4 separate regions of the Rattus norvegicus genome follow, and regions 1, 2 and 4 are each linked to region 3. The links are chromatin contacts, called in public Hi-C maps. All regions are on one chromosome and are shown on one strand. Each heading gives the region's core, a stretch centred on a gene start, on an enhancer-like site or on the middle of the called end of the contact. The rest is flanking DNA. Distances are from core to core; before and after follow the strand shown. Region 1 holds the start of Gria2 (glutamate ionotropic receptor AMPA type subunit 2). Region 2 holds the start of Pdgfc (platelet derived growth factor C). Region 3 overlaps LOC134485928 (a long non-coding RNA gene). Region 4 has its middle 36 kb from the start of Glrb.

What was found. A called contact is a pair of places that touch in the nucleus more often than the background predicts.
Region 1: a Hi-C map of the A7r5 cell line shows a contact between it and region 3, with 6 times the contacts expected there. The contact joins the promoter of Gria2 here to the enhancer-like site in region 3. A contact is called at or near these places in 3 of 12 Hi-C or Micro-C datasets (the A7r5 cell line, Schwann cells and frontal cortex) and 1 of 1 datasets of contacts at active chromatin or transcription factors (oligodendrocytes).
Region 2: a Hi-C map of the A7r5 cell line shows a contact between it and region 3, with 12 times the contacts expected there. The contact joins the promoter of Pdgfc here to the enhancer-like site in region 3. A contact is called at or near these places in 10 of 12 Hi-C or Micro-C datasets (the A7r5 cell line, the Rat2 cell line, Schwann cells and 7 more) and 1 of 1 datasets of contacts at active chromatin or transcription factors (oligodendrocytes).
Region 4: a contact with region 3 is called in a Hi-C map of kidney, with 12 times the contacts expected there. The contact joins two enhancer-like sites. A contact is called at or near these places in 12 of 12 Hi-C or Micro-C datasets (the A7r5 cell line, the Rat2 cell line, Schwann cells and 7 more).

What each region holds. Positions count from the first base shown.
Region 1 is chr2:168,365,047-168,369,538 of GRCr8, reverse strand. It overlaps Gria2 (glutamate ionotropic receptor AMPA type subunit 2), which reads left to right and starts at 1,923. Exons shown (of 16, transcript NM_017261.2): 1 at 1,923-2,440; 2 at 2,956-3,096. The coding sequence starts at 2,353. It overlaps LOC134485927 (a long non-coding RNA gene), which reads right to left and starts at 3,043. Exons shown (of 2, transcript XR_010064323.1): 1 at 2,906-3,043; 2 at 1-769.
Region 2 is chr2:168,613,417-168,617,582 of GRCr8, reverse strand. Pdgfc (platelet derived growth factor C) reads right to left here and starts at 2,415. Exons shown (of 6, transcript NM_031317.1): 1 at 2,298-2,415. The coding sequence starts at 2,415.
Region 3 is chr2:169,363,398-169,367,749 of GRCr8, reverse strand. It overlaps LOC134485928 (a long non-coding RNA gene), which reads left to right. Exons shown (of 4, transcript XR_010064325.1): 3 at 636-776. Among named protein-coding and RNA genes, the nearest start is that of Rnu1-83, 27 kb to the right of the region's middle. Within about 2 kb of position 1,874, at least 34 of the 93 cell types and tissues checked have an H3K27ac peak or open chromatin away from gene starts, as enhancers often do. A contact at or near this core is called in the A7r5 cell line, where this site is marked.
Region 4 is chr2:168,538,860-168,543,436 of GRCr8, reverse strand. No RefSeq gene overlaps it. Among named protein-coding and RNA genes, the nearest start is that of Glrb, 36 kb to the right of the region's middle. Within about 2 kb of position 2,671, at least 5 of the 93 cell types and tissues checked have an H3K27ac peak or open chromatin away from gene starts, as enhancers often do.

The DNA of each region.
Region 1 (4,492 bases), core at 674-3,173, 1.0 Mb after region 3:
GAGACGTTTTATTCGCTGTATCTGTTGATCTGACTGATTCTTTTAGATGTTGAAGTTCATAAACTTCAAACCACTCTTGTGCTGGGCGTCAGAAGTAGAGATGGAAATGTGTGTAATTTGTTTGATTATTCTTTATGTAACAAGTTGGGATGTTTATAATTCTTGTCGTGCCTATAATTTTATTTTTATTGATTTTCTGCAAGGCTTTTGTACTTTTCTATTTAGAGGATCTGCTAAATCGTGTGGAGTTTTTGATTTCCAGGTGAAATAAATTATTGGTTATAAAAAGAAGGTATTTTTCACCTAGAATATGTAAACTTATAATCTTAGTACATTATACCTATGTTCTGTATTCTTGCCGTAGGGACACACACGCATGCGCCCACACACAAACACACAGAGAGATAAAGACAGAGAGATCATAACATGAAACCATAAGCTTACAGTATTTAGAAGTCACAGATATTACTTCGCGTTTTGCTTTTGTTCATTCCTTCTCATTTTTATAAAGAATATGTATTTTAAAATCTATTTTAACAAATGGGAAGTTTTAGACCCAGTGTGACTAAGGCAGAAGTAGGATTTAAGGGGGTTCAGAAGGAAGTTACCATGTGTGATATTAAAGTCACCTTTCCTCCATAAGATATAACCAGGAAGTGCTCTCGTGCACTTCGGGGCCATCAGCCAGTTCTCCCTTTGATGTTGTCAGCTTCAATGGCTCTCCTGGCTCCTGGCAACAGATCTTTGAACCGAGACTTCTTTAGTTTCTCTGTTTAAAACAAAACACATACAGTTTGGTGAAGGATTTCTGAGGCTTCAGAGAGAATTGTCACAGCAGGAACACAGAGATGGCTTGGCATGAAGTAGAATATTGAACATGAATTTCACAGGCACATAGAATCATCAGGAGTCTTCACCAAGCCCCTTCTCACAAACTTGAACTTCTAACCTATTCGTTATATCCCAGATATTCAAGCCGGCTTGATGTAATGAGGTAACCTACTTCTTTGAGGCAGTGATTATTTTTGAAATCTAAGGTCCATAATATAATGGGGTATCTGGTTTGTAACTTAGAGTCTGGACAGATTATGGACATCCTTTCTAGACAACCTTGGTCTATTTTTTTTTCTCCTCCCAGAAACCTACGGTTCCTTTCAATCCATATAAATAAAAAGGACATCTAAGAGCCAAGTCTACATGACCGTACAGCAGGAGGGAGTCTGCACTGTAGTTCAAGAGCAATCCACAGGCAGTGCGGCTTGAACGAATCGAACCATAACCCAAAGGGGCATACTCTAAAGATGGATTCCTACACAAAGTCCTTCAAAGGTTCAATCCAGTTACAAACACCCAACCTCCGCGGCATCTTTTGTAGTTAAGGATAGAATTTTGGGTTTCCCTGGAATTATGCTTGCATCATAGGAAGCTAAAGTTCACAGTTTTGGGAGTCGTCCTTTCAGAGAGTATTTTTGCTTTTTAGCTGGGTCAGGTGAGGCAGAAGGCAGTGTGTCGATATTGCTAAGTGGATTTTGAGACAATCAAATCATATTCGTTGTACTTGATATAAAACAACAGGGCCCTACGGAAGAAAGCTTCACTGCCAATAGCAATTAGCAGTTCGGCTTCCCAGGCATAGCAACCGGAAATCAGTTTTGCAGCATTTGGATCTGGCTGGAGCATCTCTGCAGCTACCATAAACCCTGCAACCTCAGCCCAGAGCTCCGACTAAAGCGCTGTCCTCGGTGCTAAAATCGGATGCGCAAGACTGGAGGTCTCTAAGAGGCACCAGGCTGCCCGGCTCTGAGCTGAGCTTTCTCGGCACCGTGCAGAAGCTGCCAGGGCTGTGCAGGGTGCAGGGCGCTGTGCGGGGGAGGGGTAGGTGCGCGAGCTCCCTGCCTGCCTTGAGTCGCGCACGCGCGCCCGAGACTGCCTGCCCCTCTCTGTGACTTTCCTGTGTGTGTGCGTGTGTGTGTATGTGTGTGTATGTGTGTGCGCGCTCGTGTGAGAGAGGAGAGAGGGAGAAGAGAGCTCGAGAGAGGGTGATTGTGTGAGTGCATGGGAGGGTGCTGATATTCCCAGACACCAGGACTACAGCGGCAGCTCAGCTAAAAACTGCATTCAGCCAGTCCTCGGGACTTCGGGAGCAGGGACAGGACGCAAGGCATCAACAGCCACCAGCTACAACTGGGAAATAAGGATTCTTCTGCCTTCACTTCGTGTTTTTAGCAGCTCCTTGCTAAATATCGACCTCACAATGCAGAGGATCTAATTTGCTGAGGAAAACAGTCAAAGAAGGAAGAGGAAGAAAGGGAAACGAGGGGATATTTTGTGGATGCTCTACTTTTCTTGGAAATGCAAAAGATTATGCATATTTCTGTCCTCCTTTCTCCTGTTTTATGGGGACTGATTTTTGGTGTCTCTTCTAACAGCATACAGATAGGTAGGTACCTTTTGTCTTATGCCTTTGAATTGTGCATAATTTGGTGCTAATCTTTGTTCACAGTGACCAAATTAATTCATGTCATGTAGACTTATGTCATACCTTGACTGCATTCCAGATTTAAACTACCTAGAATATACATGATTTTTTTTTAGACTGAAGTAAAAAGACATGAGTATGCCTTTTGACACAATAGCGGGGAGAGGATCTGTTCTGACCCCGGGACTGCGTTACTTCTGCCTTAAGGCATCTCCTAGTGTGTTCAGATTTTCGGGGGTATGATCGCAAAGCTTGAGATTAAAAGGGAGAACATTTTTGGTCTTTAGACTCCCCTCCTTGCCTAGATTCATTGGGCACCTTTTGGATGTCCGACCCTTGCTGCCCAACTCACTGATTATGTTTATTCTAGTGGTTAGTGTGAATAAGAGACTCTGGGGCTGCTGGGTGTTAGCACCCCACTCTTACCTCTCCAGGGCTCTGACAATGTTCTCTTGCTTGCTATTTATTCTTTGCAGGGGGGCTATTTCCAAGGGGCGCTGATCAAGAATACAGTGCATTTCGGGTAGGGATGGTTCAGTTTTCCACTTCGGAGTTCAGACTGACACCCCATATCGACAATTTGGAGGTAGCCAACAGTTTCGCAGTCACCAATGCTTGTAAGTAATGAATATTCACGTTCTTCCTATGCTGCACAGAGAAAGCAAGCCTGTGAATGCTGGTGAAGGATGGTGTGTGTGTGTGTGTGTGTGTGTGTGTGTGTGTGTGTGTGTGTGTGTGTTTTGCCGGCCTGTCATGTGTGGGTGGGAGTGACTGCACACGCGCGTGCGTGTGAGGGTACAGAGAGAAGGTGGCTGTAATCTTTGGGACCCCCACTGGCCAGCGGGCTGTGAAGTGGGGACAAAAGCCATTGAACAGTGTGACAGTATGTGCACCCTAGAATCTGGGGGTAGGGGTTGGACTTGGACTGGTCTTTCGAATTCAGGGGGTTCTGGCTTGATTCTGGCGCCTCCAAAGAGGATCTCCCAACCCCCTCCCTCTTGAGCGCCTATTGGCACTCCACCAGAAGAGAACACGCTGTTCCCCAGGGCGCGCTGTGGGACTGTTGGACAGATCTCATGCCTTAGTCCTGTAGCCTGGCAGGGCAGCTTCGACCTGCAGTCCCCGCAAGCCCCACGTCGTTCTATTGCACGGGACAAGTTATTGCAATGGTTGTGGAGTTGGGCCCGGGGCTGTTACATAATGCCCACCCGAGGGGCGCGGGCACGAGACTGACGCAGGCCCTGACTGACTGGTATGAGCAGGGATGCTAGGAGAATGGAGACCCCGAGGAGCTGAGGATGCAGTCAGCAGGGGATGCGGGTGTTGATGGGGATGCCTACCATATACAAACCTCCACCTGGTCGCGGGCAGAACAGGGATGAGGAAGTCGAGGACCAGAAGCTAGGTGCGTTCTCAGCTCCCTGAAGCAACGCCCAAGTAGAGGCGAGGATGGCCTGAGTGCTCGCCGGCCGGGCGTGCTTTGTTCCGTGGTCGCAGGCTCAGGCAAAGGCTACTGGAGACTGAGGTTGACTCGGAAGCGATTGCATCCAGCTGAGTTTTAAAATCTGAAGAAGTAGCAGACCAGCCATTTTAGCATTTTCAGTTTTCAGTATCAGCCCCTGGCCTCTGCGTAGGGATCTGGAACTCATGAGGATGCTCTGGCAAGACTTTGGGCAGAATGACTGGTGTCCAGTTGCTGGGCAAGTGCGAGGTCGCCCGAGGCCGGGCGACCAGGTCCCCACGCTGAGGCAGCATCCTGCGCGCTCCCAGCTGCTACCATTTCCGGCCTCCAGGCTGGCAGATGTTTCCTGCCTTGGTATTCTCAGCTTCCATTCCATAGATAACAATTTGGGGGAAGATTTGCAGGTGGTTCACCTCCCACTTTGGTTCCCCTGTAACAGAGCGGAAAATCACCAGAGGAAATGCCCCAAGGCAGCGTTCTCACAACCGGTTGCCATCTCACCCACGCCCCCTGCACCCCCAGCCTGTCATGCCAGGAACATCAGCAGATCA
Region 2 (4,166 bases), core at 1,166-3,665, 750 kb after region 3:
TCTAAGGGAACTAACTGTTAAGAAGGTGCATGCCTACAGAACCAGACAGTCATCAACTCAAAGAGCAACAGGGCCCTCAAAACTCAAACACAATCCAGTATGAGGCTAGGAAAAAAACAACCAACGTAAGGAAGTGGCACTTTGGGAAGTCAAAGAAAAGGAAAAGGAAGCTGTTGTTATTCCAAGAAGTCTGGTCACATTTCAGAGGGCTCTTCTTCCACTGCCCACCTGTTATCCTCAAACCCTGAAACCCTAAGTGTAAAAGTCAACCTGAGCATGTGCAGAAAGACAGCTCTCCATTGCCCCCTAGTGCTGGCTAGTCCTACTTCTCTTAGTCTGAAAACTCTAAGGTGAGTAGTTCCTCTGCTCTCTACTTCCTGCTGCCAACCCTCCAAAGAGCTAAACATAGCCAGATCCTCTGCCCACAGATTAGGAAACGACTAGGCTATTTTTAGCATCATGCATCTTAGGAATGAGAATGGCCCAGCATCAGATGGCACCAGAATGTGTGTGGCCTGGCTTACTGAACTCCTGTCTTCTGAGGATGTGAAGCTACCCAGTAGCTAGCTGCAGCCAGCTCAAAGCTCTGGCGCTCACTGCAAAGTGGTGGTAGCATGTGGATCAGAAGAAAGGGCTGCAAGGAAAAAAGCAAAACGATGCAAATGTAGCAAGGAGTATGGGGTATGCTAGGGCCCAGCAATAGGAGATGAGGGACCAGAAATAGAAAGGAGCACTGTGCAGGGATAAGAAGCTATGTTGCTATGGAGATCCAGTAAGAAGCAATATTTTAAACTAGACGTTTATTTTGTATTAGAAAGGACAAAGGTTGGTTGGATTTGCTTCCCGCCTGGGTATAGCTGGTGTGGTGGCTCCTTTGATCTCTCAGGTCTCTGCAGGCCCTATGATTATAGATAGATCACTAGGCTGCCCTTTGATCAGTAGTTCAAGAGCCTTAAGGTGCCACATGCCATCACATTAGCCAGGGGTAAGGAAGGAGCAAGCATAACAATAAAGACCATGTTATATCCTGACTCAGCAAAGAGTAGGGATGATAAAGAGTGCATATGCATGTTAAGATGAGCACGTCATAGAGTTGAAATCCAGATGTGAAGCCTTGAAGCATCCCCTATATATAGAAAACGTCACTGTGTGTCAAACAATGCTCTAACTCCATCCTCATTTTCCAAATGTCTCTTGCAGGCATCTTACCTGGCTGGCGAAGTTGCATTGTAAACAGATGACAAAGTAGAAAAACATGTACATTTCTTTTTTAAATAGCAGCAAGAACCTCTGCTTGTAAACAGGGTATTTAATATTCCAGTTTTAGACAGCCTACATTAACATTGTGGTTTCATGTGCGGTATAAAATTTCTACTTACAAAAGAGTCTCAAAAATGGCTTTATAATGGGTAGATCAAGAGCAAAAGAGTTTAGAAATTGAATGATGTGAATCATATGGGGTTCAGAGGCTAAGCAAATTACACACCCGGAGCTTCCCTGGACTTATGAAAGAAGCTTTTCTCCAGCTCTTTGCAATCCCAGCCCAGGGGAACTTGCATTTGAAAGTTTTCTAAACATTTCAGGTACACTTGAAAGCTGAAAGTAATTCTCATTTCCTATGCAGGATTAAATCGCTTCCAACACATACAAAATAGTCATTCATGAACACATACAAAAAATACACCACCAAAAGGTGAGGGCTTCGGGGCACAAAGGCACGCTTTAAAAAAAAAATGCAAGAGAAAAACCATAACCAATTCCTTTGAAAATGTCCAAGTGGCCTCTTGACCTCTGTATTTCTCACCTAATTCTTTATTGGCGTCTGCCTTCCCATATACAGTGTTTCAATTAAGGAGTCTGATACCTTTCCTGAACTCTCCATTCTTAAACCACCCCCCCCCCATACCTGTGTAAATTCAAACTTGCCACGACTCATTCATTTTGGGATTTCTTCTTAATAGCAGTTCTTTTACTTGTAACTCCGGCCATATGCCACCTAGCAGTGTGGTCACAGCTGACTTTTCCAATCCTTCCCATAGCCCACGCGTCCTCTCCAATCTGAGGTTGCGGGGGCACTCCCGCTCCCGCTGCTCAGTGAGCTTCTGAAGTTGCAAACTCCTGAAATCCCACCCCCCCCCCAACTCCCCAAAAGTGCAGGCGGACTCACGAGACTCCCATCTGCAGCGCCAAAGACGCAACCATCAGCTCCAGGGCTGGAGGATCCCACATGCCACCGCACAATGCCAATCGGAACGCACAGAGAGACGCGGGAAGTGGGAGGAGGGGGCGAGACTCACCGTTCTGCTCCTTGTCGCTGGAGAGCTGCAACTTGCTGCTCAGGTTGGACTCAGCCCGAGTCCCGGTTCTCTGGCCGGCCAGGGCAGATGTCAGCAGGAGGAGGCCGAGGAGGAGCATTTGGCTGACTGGGGCGAGGGCTCACTCACGGCGGGCACTGGGGAAGCGACGACTCCAAGGCTCAACCCAGCCGGGGAAAGGCTGCGCTGCGGTGGAAGCGCCTGGCCGGCTCTGGCAGCGGAGAATCGCAGGGTAGTTTCCACATAATCCCATCCAAAAGTTTTTCCTAGAGCCCTCTTCTGTGTCTCCAGTTTTTGAAAAGGATCAAAGCAAAACCTGGACCTGAACCAGTTTCCCAAGGTTTAAACAAATCCTGAGCTGTGCCGAAGTGCGGGGGGTGGGGGGAGGCGAGGGAGGAAAGAGGGGGTGGGGACGCGGAGGAGCGGCGATGAGTCGTGGCGACTAGCTGGGAGCACCTGTCAGTTTGGGGGACAGGACACAGGCGAGGACTCGGGATCCCGCCGAGCCAGACTGGAAGCCAGGTCGGCAGCGAGGCGAGCACCTTGGGATCAATGACAAAGCTGAGGATCGGGGCAGCCGGCGGCGCCCCACCCCCACCTGGGGGGAGGGGACCGTGCCCTGCGAGTGCCGCGCGGGTCCCGGGCGGGCAGGGAGGCCGCGGGGGCAACTCGGAGCTGGCCCAGATCCACCGCGTAGCCGCCTCCCTGCTGCAGTCGGCGGCCACCGAAGTTCCCTGGGGTACTGACGAAGCGCTGCAGGAAGTCGGGAGAGCCTGGGCCGCTCGGAGTTCCGAGCGCTCGCTCAGATGCCTGCCCTAAGGCAGGGCAGGGCGCAGGGCTGTGGAGCAGTGGCCGCTTAGCACTGGCTGCGCAGGGAAGGCCTGGCTGGCCCTGAGGACCGCGCTTGTCCCCTCCCTGTCTCCACTTTCCCCCAGCGGGCGGCGCGCGGGGCGCGGGGCGGGCGGCCGGGCGGGCGTGGGGGGCGCGGGGGGCCCGGGCCGCCAGCTGGCGGGACAACAGGTGCTGACGCAGACAGGGGGTACTGCGGGCCTCGCGGCAGACGGAGCCCACACTGCGGCGAGGAATGCGGCCAGGCGGCCCCCGGCTTCCTTTCCCCTAGACGCCCCTAACCCCAAATAAGGAGCCTGCGGGCTGTTCAAGGGTGCTGCAAACGCCGAGAGGAAAAAAAAAAGAAAGCTGGAGAAGACAGTCACTCCTCCTCCTCTGGCTCTCCCTGGCTGTGACTTGTCTTTCATTCCTAAGGGGATCCCCGCTCCCAAAGTGCTTTGTCCGGACTCGTGGCCAGAGTTTTGCCCTGAGGGAGAGTAGTTGAACTCAAGATCCTTCCAGGATAAAGCAAAAGTAAAGATAAAGGGTCCAAGTTGTAATATGAATTGAAGCCAGACACCACTGTATCCGAATGCACCCTGTTTGGAGAGGAACTGGAGAGAACCACTAAACAGTGGGGTCCCTGCCTTCCACCCACCTGGGTGCTGCTTGACAGTGAAAACCAGACCCTAGAGTATCTGGGGACAGAGTGTGGCAACTCACATACAGGCTGTTCTGGAGCCCCTGATATTTGAACTGATTGCCTTTATGCACCAAGTGCTTCGTGCTGAGACCTGAAGTTCCTATGAGGTTATCGAAAATGAAAAAAACATGTCAGCAGGGCCTAGGATCGCTCCATGTGCAAGGCATGTGTCTGTGACAGGATCCAACATGCTGTGCTTATCAAGGGGCAGAAAATCCTCATGAATGTGTTGAAGGCACAGTAAGGTTTGAAATCTAAACAAAAGATGCATCTTTGGGGGGGTAATAAAAAAGAAAATGAAAATAAGAAAAATAAACATA
Region 3 (4,352 bases), core at 625-3,124:
TGTGAAATTTAATTGGTAGAGAAGTTCAGACTGACTGAGAGTCTGAATGTTTTGACTGGATATGCGTTCATGTGGATAGCTCTGGGTCTATTTAATATCTGGAATCAGGGTGCATCATACTTGCTTTTTTTTCTCTAGTTCAGACTCCCATGAAATTTCAGTTAACATGTCTAGAGTTTTACTCACCTTCTTCCTTGTTTGGGATAGTTGGTTCTCATAGATGTTGACAAATGTCTCCACTGTTTGCTAGGGGCAGGGAGCTTAGATTCCTCATTGTCTGATGCCACAATTCTTCAGTTCTTTACTTTACAAGGTTCTTGAAATTTATGGTTTGGATGAAAATTTCTCCCAGTCAAGTCCCTGTGTTATGAGTTTGGGTTCCAGGTTGGCACTGTTAAGAAATGCTAGAAATTAAGTAGCAGGGCTCAGCCTGAGCTCCTGAAGTCACTGACTGCCTATGTCTAAGAGTACTGTGGGATCCCTATTCTTTCTTGCCTCCTGTCTTGACCAGAAAGTATTTGAGTCCATAATGAGGCATGACACTCATCTGGGGTTGAAGGAAGTCGAGCGCCTGATATTAAATTTGAACCTCCAAAACAATGAGCTAAAATAAAGATCTCTCTGATTTTTGATAGGTCCATCTCAAGGTTTGTGTTCTAGTAATTGAAGAGCTGATTAATACACCAAGTCGTCTCAAAGCATACCACGAAGCAAGCAAGCTGACTGGGAGAGTAGAAAAGAGCTGCACCCTAAAACTACACAGAGTTAAGCACCAGGTATTGGAGTAGAGAATCATTGAGCACCTTTTTTCAGGGTGGGCACCCCATTGGAACTGGAAACTCGGAAGGATAGAGCTTAACATCACGTAAAGATAAGTGGTTATGATATTTGTGATGAGAAAGGAGACCTGGAGAGTAAGATTTGGTTTAGCGGGGAAGCAGAAAAGAATCTCAAAAGGGAGCCAAATGACAAACCACTGGAAATCCTATCAAAGGTCTTGGAGAAAATACCTACATCTTTAACATGTTTCCCGAGTCTTAACATGGTCCATGGGCTGGATCGTTTTACAGATTCCCTTCCCTCCAAACACATTTTTTGTGATTCTTTAGATAATTTTCAGAGTCTTAAATGATTTTTACTTTTGACTCCAGAGATTTTGCTCTCTCTCTTTGGAAGGGATGGCCTTCCTTGTTTTCCCCTGAGGGTCTCCACCTAACTAGAGGAAGCTAGCTAGTATCAGGATTTTAGGTCAAATCTTACTGACATGTTATAAGCAATTTCCTATTTCTATTGTCATCATTATTTTTAATCATGGTTATGTTATTTCAATATTTATGCTTGGAATTACTAATGTTACTAATTGACAGAGTGCAGTTCAAACTTCAATAACATAAATGGATTATATCTACCTACCTACCTCGACTGCCAAGTAAAATGCCTCATGAACTACAGGCCCTTAGCTACTTCTTCACAAGAAATAAATAGAGTCGTCCATAGGATAGATAATGACATAAGTTGGAGGGAGGGAGGGAGAGAGAGAGAGAGAGAGAGAGAGAGAGAGAGAGTTTATTTGAGGCAGATGTTTGCTATGGAGAAAGTCGCCGAAGAGTCAGGAGAATCAGGGGAACCCTAAATTTCCGACTTACAAACTTGATAGGGCAAGATGACAAGGAAAGATACCATTACAAAATGGAGGGACTAACTTTACAAATGTATCAGCCAAGACCCTCTACTGAGGATCGAGAGAGAACACAATGCCAGATTGACTCCCAAAACACACCCTCCTTATAAAACAGCTCTGTAAACGTCGCATGATACCAAATTTGCCAATAGAGGGCGCGAGAGTCACGCTGAAGAAAAAAATTTTTTTTTTTTCTTTCTGTTAGTCTTCCTCTGAGTGGCTTTGCTTTGGCGTTACCCTTCTGGCTTCTGATGCATTATTCCGTACATGATGTGGGTGTGTGGTGAGAACATGTGGTAGCCTTTTTATCCAGCCACGTATCCAGAGGACACGGTGACCTCATAGGCTCAGATCAAGCCCTATGATCACCTTCAGAAAGTTACACTTGAAGCATTCTGATACTGAATGCTCCAGGCTTAGAGTCTTTAGCAGCACCAGGACTTCCTCTGTGGGTTTGCTTAATGGGCTGAATGCCCGCACCCAGCAGGCTGGCTCATTTCCTTCCTGTCTGCTGAGTGTGGACCAGCTTCCACCCAGAAACACCAGTAGCCCAGTTCTGCCATTCCCAGAGCCTCAACCACTCCTTCCCAAACAAGCTGCAGGCCTAAACAAGCAGGGGATTTTCCTGACCAAGTTTGCTCTTCCTTTGGGCAGCCCTAATCTCTCTCAAATGCGATCACTATATCCCTCACAGCTGATCAGTTAACCCTCACAGCTGATTATCTCCGTAACATGGAGTTTCTCCGGTGAAATTTACTCACTCTCTCTGCTTCCTAACGAGATTAAGGATGAGACAAGAATTTATAATTTAAAGTAAAAAGCCTTTATCACAGGGACTTTGTTATACATTTCTGAATTGCCAAGAACAAAACCAGGAGTCTTGTGTAGATTAGCATGTGTAGATTAGCATGTGATGCAGTAGTCTGGGGAACAGGGAGAAGACATACCACTCAGAGTCACAATGACCCATCAGAGGAAAACTCGGTGGACTTCGCCAGGCGAAGGCATTCTAGTTAGAGTACTTGTTGGGCATTTCCTTTTCCTAATAAACCAATTGCTTGTAATCATCTGATCAGTTGAATTATCGAGAAATTACTAAGTAAAGGGACCTAGAAAGTGCATCCAGAGTTGTGAAAAACTGTAGATCCAGAGAAGAGTTAATAATGAGCCCAGAGACCACCCGCTGGTGTTCCAGGGGAGGCTGCCCTGTTTGGCCTGTTTGCCGGGTTTACTAACATAGCTGGCTCCTCCGAATGGAGCTTGCTCTTGTTGGAAACAAGCATGCACGACTTTGAACACAGAGTTAAGACTGTATCCTTCCATGTATAGAACTTTTGATGTGTGAATTCCACACGCAGAAATAACTCCAAGAACAGATGGTAGTCAAAGAATACATTTGCACAAAATAACATTTCACATGAGTAATGCTTCTGATTCAAATATGAGTACTTATGAGTTTGTGTAAATTGCTTTTTAATGATGTCTGTGTTTCTAGCTAACATTCCCAACCCTCAAGCTATAATTAATTGATAACTACTCATAAATGACAAATTAGTCTTCTCCAAAAGATGCTCACTGGGTATACAAACCACTCTTAAAGCCAGGTCTGGTGCCCAGAAGTACACGACCACCCCAAAACAAACTCAATGGTAGTTTTGGGGTGTTTGGTTATTGTTGTTATTGTTTTGGTTTGGTTTGATTTGGTTTTGCTTTTGTTTCTCCATGATATGTCTGGGCATTTTATTTTCTCAATTTTTCCTTTCCCTATAGGCATTTTGTTTATATAACCTGGAGGCTTCCTTCTGATTTTGGGTTTTTAATGAGATTTCTGTGTTTGCCAATGTGTATGTCTCTACATCGATATGTGTTTCTTTTGAGTATTCTTTGATTTTCTTGTGAAATCTTTTTTGTGTTTGTTTTGTCCTATTTAGGTTGTTGCTTGTTTGTTTATTACTATTATTACTATTATTATTATTATTATTTTAATGCTCACTTATTTTCTTTTGAGAGGGAGCAAGAAAGGATATGGATGTGGGTGAGTAGGGATATGGGGCAGATCTGGGACTGATTCAGAGAAGGAAAACCATAATCAGAATACATTACATGAAAATAACAAAACTTTTCAGTAAAAACACAAATAAAAGTTTGTGTTTAACAATTGATTTTTGGAAGTTGTAGCTCTCCCAGCACACAATCTAATTTGGGGGGCATTCTAAAGGAAATAAAGAGAGAAAAATTCAGTACATCGGTCTGCCATCTTGGAAAGTAGTTCAAAGTGAAGAGATTTAGGAGTTACCACGTAGGATAGGCCACCAGAAATCACATGAGAGACCAGCAGTCTTGGCTGTGAGCAGTATATGGAATAGTTTCAGCTGCAGACACGGCAGAGATGGAATACAGTGTCGTAAGGCCAGGGAGCCTTCCACCCAAAAGCTCCTGCTTACTAAATGTATGAACCTAGAAGTCTCAACAGATTAGACTCAATTTATAAGAATCGCTATTAAAAAAACCATATATGATACCATGTATGAACAAGCTCACATATTATCATAAAAAGTATCCCTACAAAAAAGCATCGCTCTTATCTTTACATCAACATTTGCATGCATCCTATGTGTAGCCTATATGCAATATAGGCTTAAAGTATATATACAATACTTTAAGAACTATT
Region 4 (4,577 bases), core at 1,422-3,921, 830 kb after region 3:
TTGCCAATAATTTTGTACATTATATTAATAAAGTAGTAACAGATTTTTAAAGGAAAATTTGATTAGCCTCTACTTTGCACGTTGACTTTATTCATTTCTTGCAAGGAGGCTTTCTTCTCTGTATAGTGAGCATGACCCCCTGTTCTCTTTCTGTTCCTTTCTTCCCTCGCTCACCGACTTGCTCTAGAATCCAGTTATGGTAAGAGGTGTGCTTTCTCACAACTGATCATTTCAACAGCTTTTTCCCTTTAGTGCTGGGATTAGGCGGACAGCCTTCTAAATGTTAGGCAAGTGTTCTGCTGGGCTAACTCCTCAGCTCTCAGCATTGACAAGTTTTAGAGAACTTGATTTTAGTACTCTTATACCATTCTCTGTTTTTCAAATAAAGAATATTGAATTTAAATGTATAAAGTTCAGAATTGAGAAAACAAAAAAAAAGTCTAGTTTTCCCCCTAGTATGAGCAAGCAATCTTAGGGAGGAAGAATTAATATAAAATTTGCTTCCCACATTTTGGAAAAACACTGAGACAAGCCACAAAGAAATAGCAGGAATTAGCTACAGTCCAAAATGCTGCAAACAAGTGGAAGAGATTAGAATGACCAGAGAGTCAAACAGACCACAAGGCAGGACATTTCATGACTACCATAGAGATACCAGAAGCAGGAAGTGGGAAAGGCAGGAAATTCTAGCTAAATAAGTTGCTGAATCTCAATGCCAGTTCCACAAGACTCTTTGTTGAAGTGCTAATTTGGAGCTCATTGAAGGATAAAAATCAAACATACTTACAAAGCAGTAATTGGCAATGCATCTTGTGTTATTTGAATTTCATGTCAAATTGATGTATAAAGTGTAGGGATAGTGTTGTATGGGCAAAAAAGGACCTTATAATTTACAACCTATTAACTAGTTGTTTATTTTGATTATTGATTTTGGACAAATCTCTTAAAAATTGCCCAAACTCCACATCCCTCATTGTGGTGTCTTATTGAATGACTGCCAATAGAATTTAAGCTTCATGGGTTTACTTGATTCTGTTGTGATTTTTAGAGCCATCGAACATATTTTGTTTTTAAAACAGTGTAATATGCTTTAAAAATTACATACAGAAGCTTAAGAAACAGTGAGGGATATTCGGGAATGTTGGATCAATGTGTTTGCTTCCAGACATGCAAACAAAGAGGAAAGGATTTCTTTAGTAGTAGCACATGGTAGGGGGCTGTTTTTAAAGGCATTGTTGTTATTGCCCATTGTAGGAGGATGTCTCTTCAGTAGACTGTTCTTATAGCATACTGTAGGAAGAGTGTTCTCAATGGAGTTGTTCTTATAGCACACTGTAGGAAGAGTGTTCTTAATGGAGTTGTTCTTATAGCATATTGTAGGAAGAAATGTTCTTCATGGAGTTGTTCTTATAGAACTGGTAGGAAGAAGTAGAATTGCTTTTTGTCCTGCACAGAAGTATTGCATTTTTACTGAAGTGGGAGAAAACATAATTACCTTTTCCCAGAATCAAAAGAACATTGTGAGAATCAGAAAAACATTGTGACCTATTGTCTTAACAACGCTTTTCTTCATGACAGTTATGATATATTTGGAAAATACACAGTAGTTATTAAGGAAACCAGTTTTGAAACTACTGAATAATTAGTCTAGCACATACATAGGGGTTGAGTTTTGGGCACATTAGCATCTGGAAATCTTGACATTTTTCTGGAATGCTCAAATAAGAACCAAAGTGACATTAATTAAAATACTGGATTCTGAAACAAAATAAAGTGTAGTAAAGGAATAAAAATATTGGAAGTTGTGACTATGGACACCGACAAGAAAGACCTGAGGCTAACACTAAACTTCAACACTATGATTCTGGAATTTATTAAGCAAAACAATGTGTGGAACATTTGGAAACAATCTGTGTGCTACATTATGCATTCACGAGCTAGTTATTTGGATATTGTGGCATTTTTGGTCACTGAACTTTTGAAAAGATATAGACAAACCGAAATTGATCGAGGAAGGATGAGAACAATAAGAAGTTAGATCATTCAGGCCTGGAGGAAGTTTAAAGAATACTAAAATTTTACACAGAGAAAAGCCCTGAGGAGCAGTCTGGTTGCTATGATTGGGTGCATGAGCATTTTTCTAATATTAGAATCAATTAATAGTTTCCCCTTGGCAATGCTACCTAGAATAAAAGGGGGTTTAATAAAACAAACTTTTACTTGTTTTTGACTCTGCCTTTCTTTGTTCAGTGATGGACATGCTAGAAATCATCTATGTAATCCTTGGGAGGATAAGTCTCTCTAGAAAGTAGAAAGCAGGTCCCCAGATCTTTCTGGACAGAGTATCCTCCTTAGTAAATGGACTCCATAGGTATCTCTGTGTTTAGCTGGTATTAGAAACCAGATATTTGGCTAGTTATCTTTTAACATGGTAAACAGTAAACTGTAAGGAAGAGATAGCCAAGACTACCAGAGTCTTGAGAAATACAAGAAGATCTAACTAAATCTACATAGGCCTATAAACAGTGGTTCTCATCTGCTAAGACACTGGGAATATTTCTCAAACAGTACTAGCAGAGTCTGGGCCGTGGCTACCAACAGCGATGGTTCATAATGACCAGAAGCAAGACTGTGAAATCCTTGCAAGGTCAATTTCAAAATGCCATCCTTCTTGGGAGGTGCAAGGCTCAGTGGCTATGGCTGTCCAGTTGTCAACAGAGACACCATGTGGTGGGGAGAAGTAATGACAGTCAAGATATAAAACAGCTGTCCAGGTATAGGACACATAGAAAACTCGGTTTCTCTTGTAATCAGGGTATTTTGTACTAAACTAGAGATAGAATTGCATTCACAGTCCAAGGTAGAAGCGTTGCACAGAAAAGGACCACCATATTAAGATTACATTTTAAAGATAAAAGGAATGGCTTAAATTCAAGTTGAAAACATAATAATTTATAAATTACTCATAAAAAGCACTCCTAATATGTCTAGATTAAATAAAACCTTCCCATGTTCAACTCCCATGGCACTAGAAACCTCTACTTAGAATTAATCATAACTGAAAATTTGGATTTCTTGTTGTACCTCTGGAAAGTCTGTCTCCCCTTCAAAATGTGAATTCTACAAGAACGCATATTTCTCGCCTTGTTCCTTTACTGTAAACTCAGGTCAAAGGTGTTTCTAACATGCAGCGGATACAACATTTGGTATATAGACATATCCAATTATCCAGAGACTACAGGGCACTCTTACTCAATTTAACAGGAAAAATTAAATGTGGTATTCAAATCCCTTCTCACAATGAGAATCCCACCCCCAATATATAGTTACTAAATATCATATTAAAAGAATTATTATAGATAAGAGTCAGCACCAGCCAGACATAATTCTGTCAGGAAACAGAAAAAGAAGTGTCTTAGGTTTCTCTAGAGGAACAAACATGACAGAATGAATGTGTGCACGGTGTGTGTGTGTGTGTGTGTGTGTGTGTGTGTGTGTGTGTGTGTGTGAAGGGAATTTATTAGAGTGACTTACAGGCCGTGGTCTAGCTAGTCCAACTATGGCTGTCTACCAACGGAAGTTCCAAGAATCCAGTAATTGCTTAGGCTGAGAGGCTGGATGTGTCCACTGGTCTTCAGTATTTCCGGGATCCTGGAAAGTAGGCTCTGATTCCAGTGAAGGCATGAAACTTGCCAGCAAGGATGAAAAAAAAAAAAAAAGGCAGACGGAGTCAGCTTCCTTATTCTTTCCCTTTATAGAGGTTACCAACGAAAGATGTAGCCCAGGTTAAAGGTGGACCGTCCCACTTCAAATGATCTGGATTAAAGGCATATCTTCCCACTTCAAAAGATCCCGATTCAAAGTGGGTCTCCCCACTTTAAATGATTTAATTAAGAAAAAATTCCTCACAGGTATACCCAGCTGCTTGGGTTTTAGTTAATTCCAGATGTAGTCAAGTTCACAACCAAGAATAGCCACAGAAGCAGGCATGGTTCCTATTTTTATTAGGTTAATATTCAAATCTTGATTCCAAATCCTAGTAAGGAAATTACAAAGGAAGTTACAGACTACTCTTGGGCATAAATGCAATTCACAATTATATAAATTCCAATACCAGATGAGGTCTTTCCATATGCAAAGTTAGTTGAACATTTGCAAAAATGACATCACTGCAATTTATTAAATGAAGGAGGGCAAGGGAGCCAAGGAAAATGGCAGGGTTCCCTTGATAAGACTTAGAAAAAGTATTTGAGCAAATGCAGTATTTATACATGATAAAAAATCTCAAATATTAGGAATAAAGAAAAACATATTAACCTATAAGTGAATAGATTTACATAAAAATATAAAAAGATTTATAAAAATTTTTAAAAAAAATAGAAAAATTAAGAAGTTATAAAAATGGAAATCCCCCTTTAAAATCAGTAACAAGAAATTAATTGAAATTTAAAAATTCACTTTCAGTATACCATTCAATATTTTGCTTAGAACTACTGACACTGTAATTAGTAAAATAAGGTAAGAAAAATGACACAGTAATCAGAAGCAATGGAGGTACACAAAGTCATTATTCATAA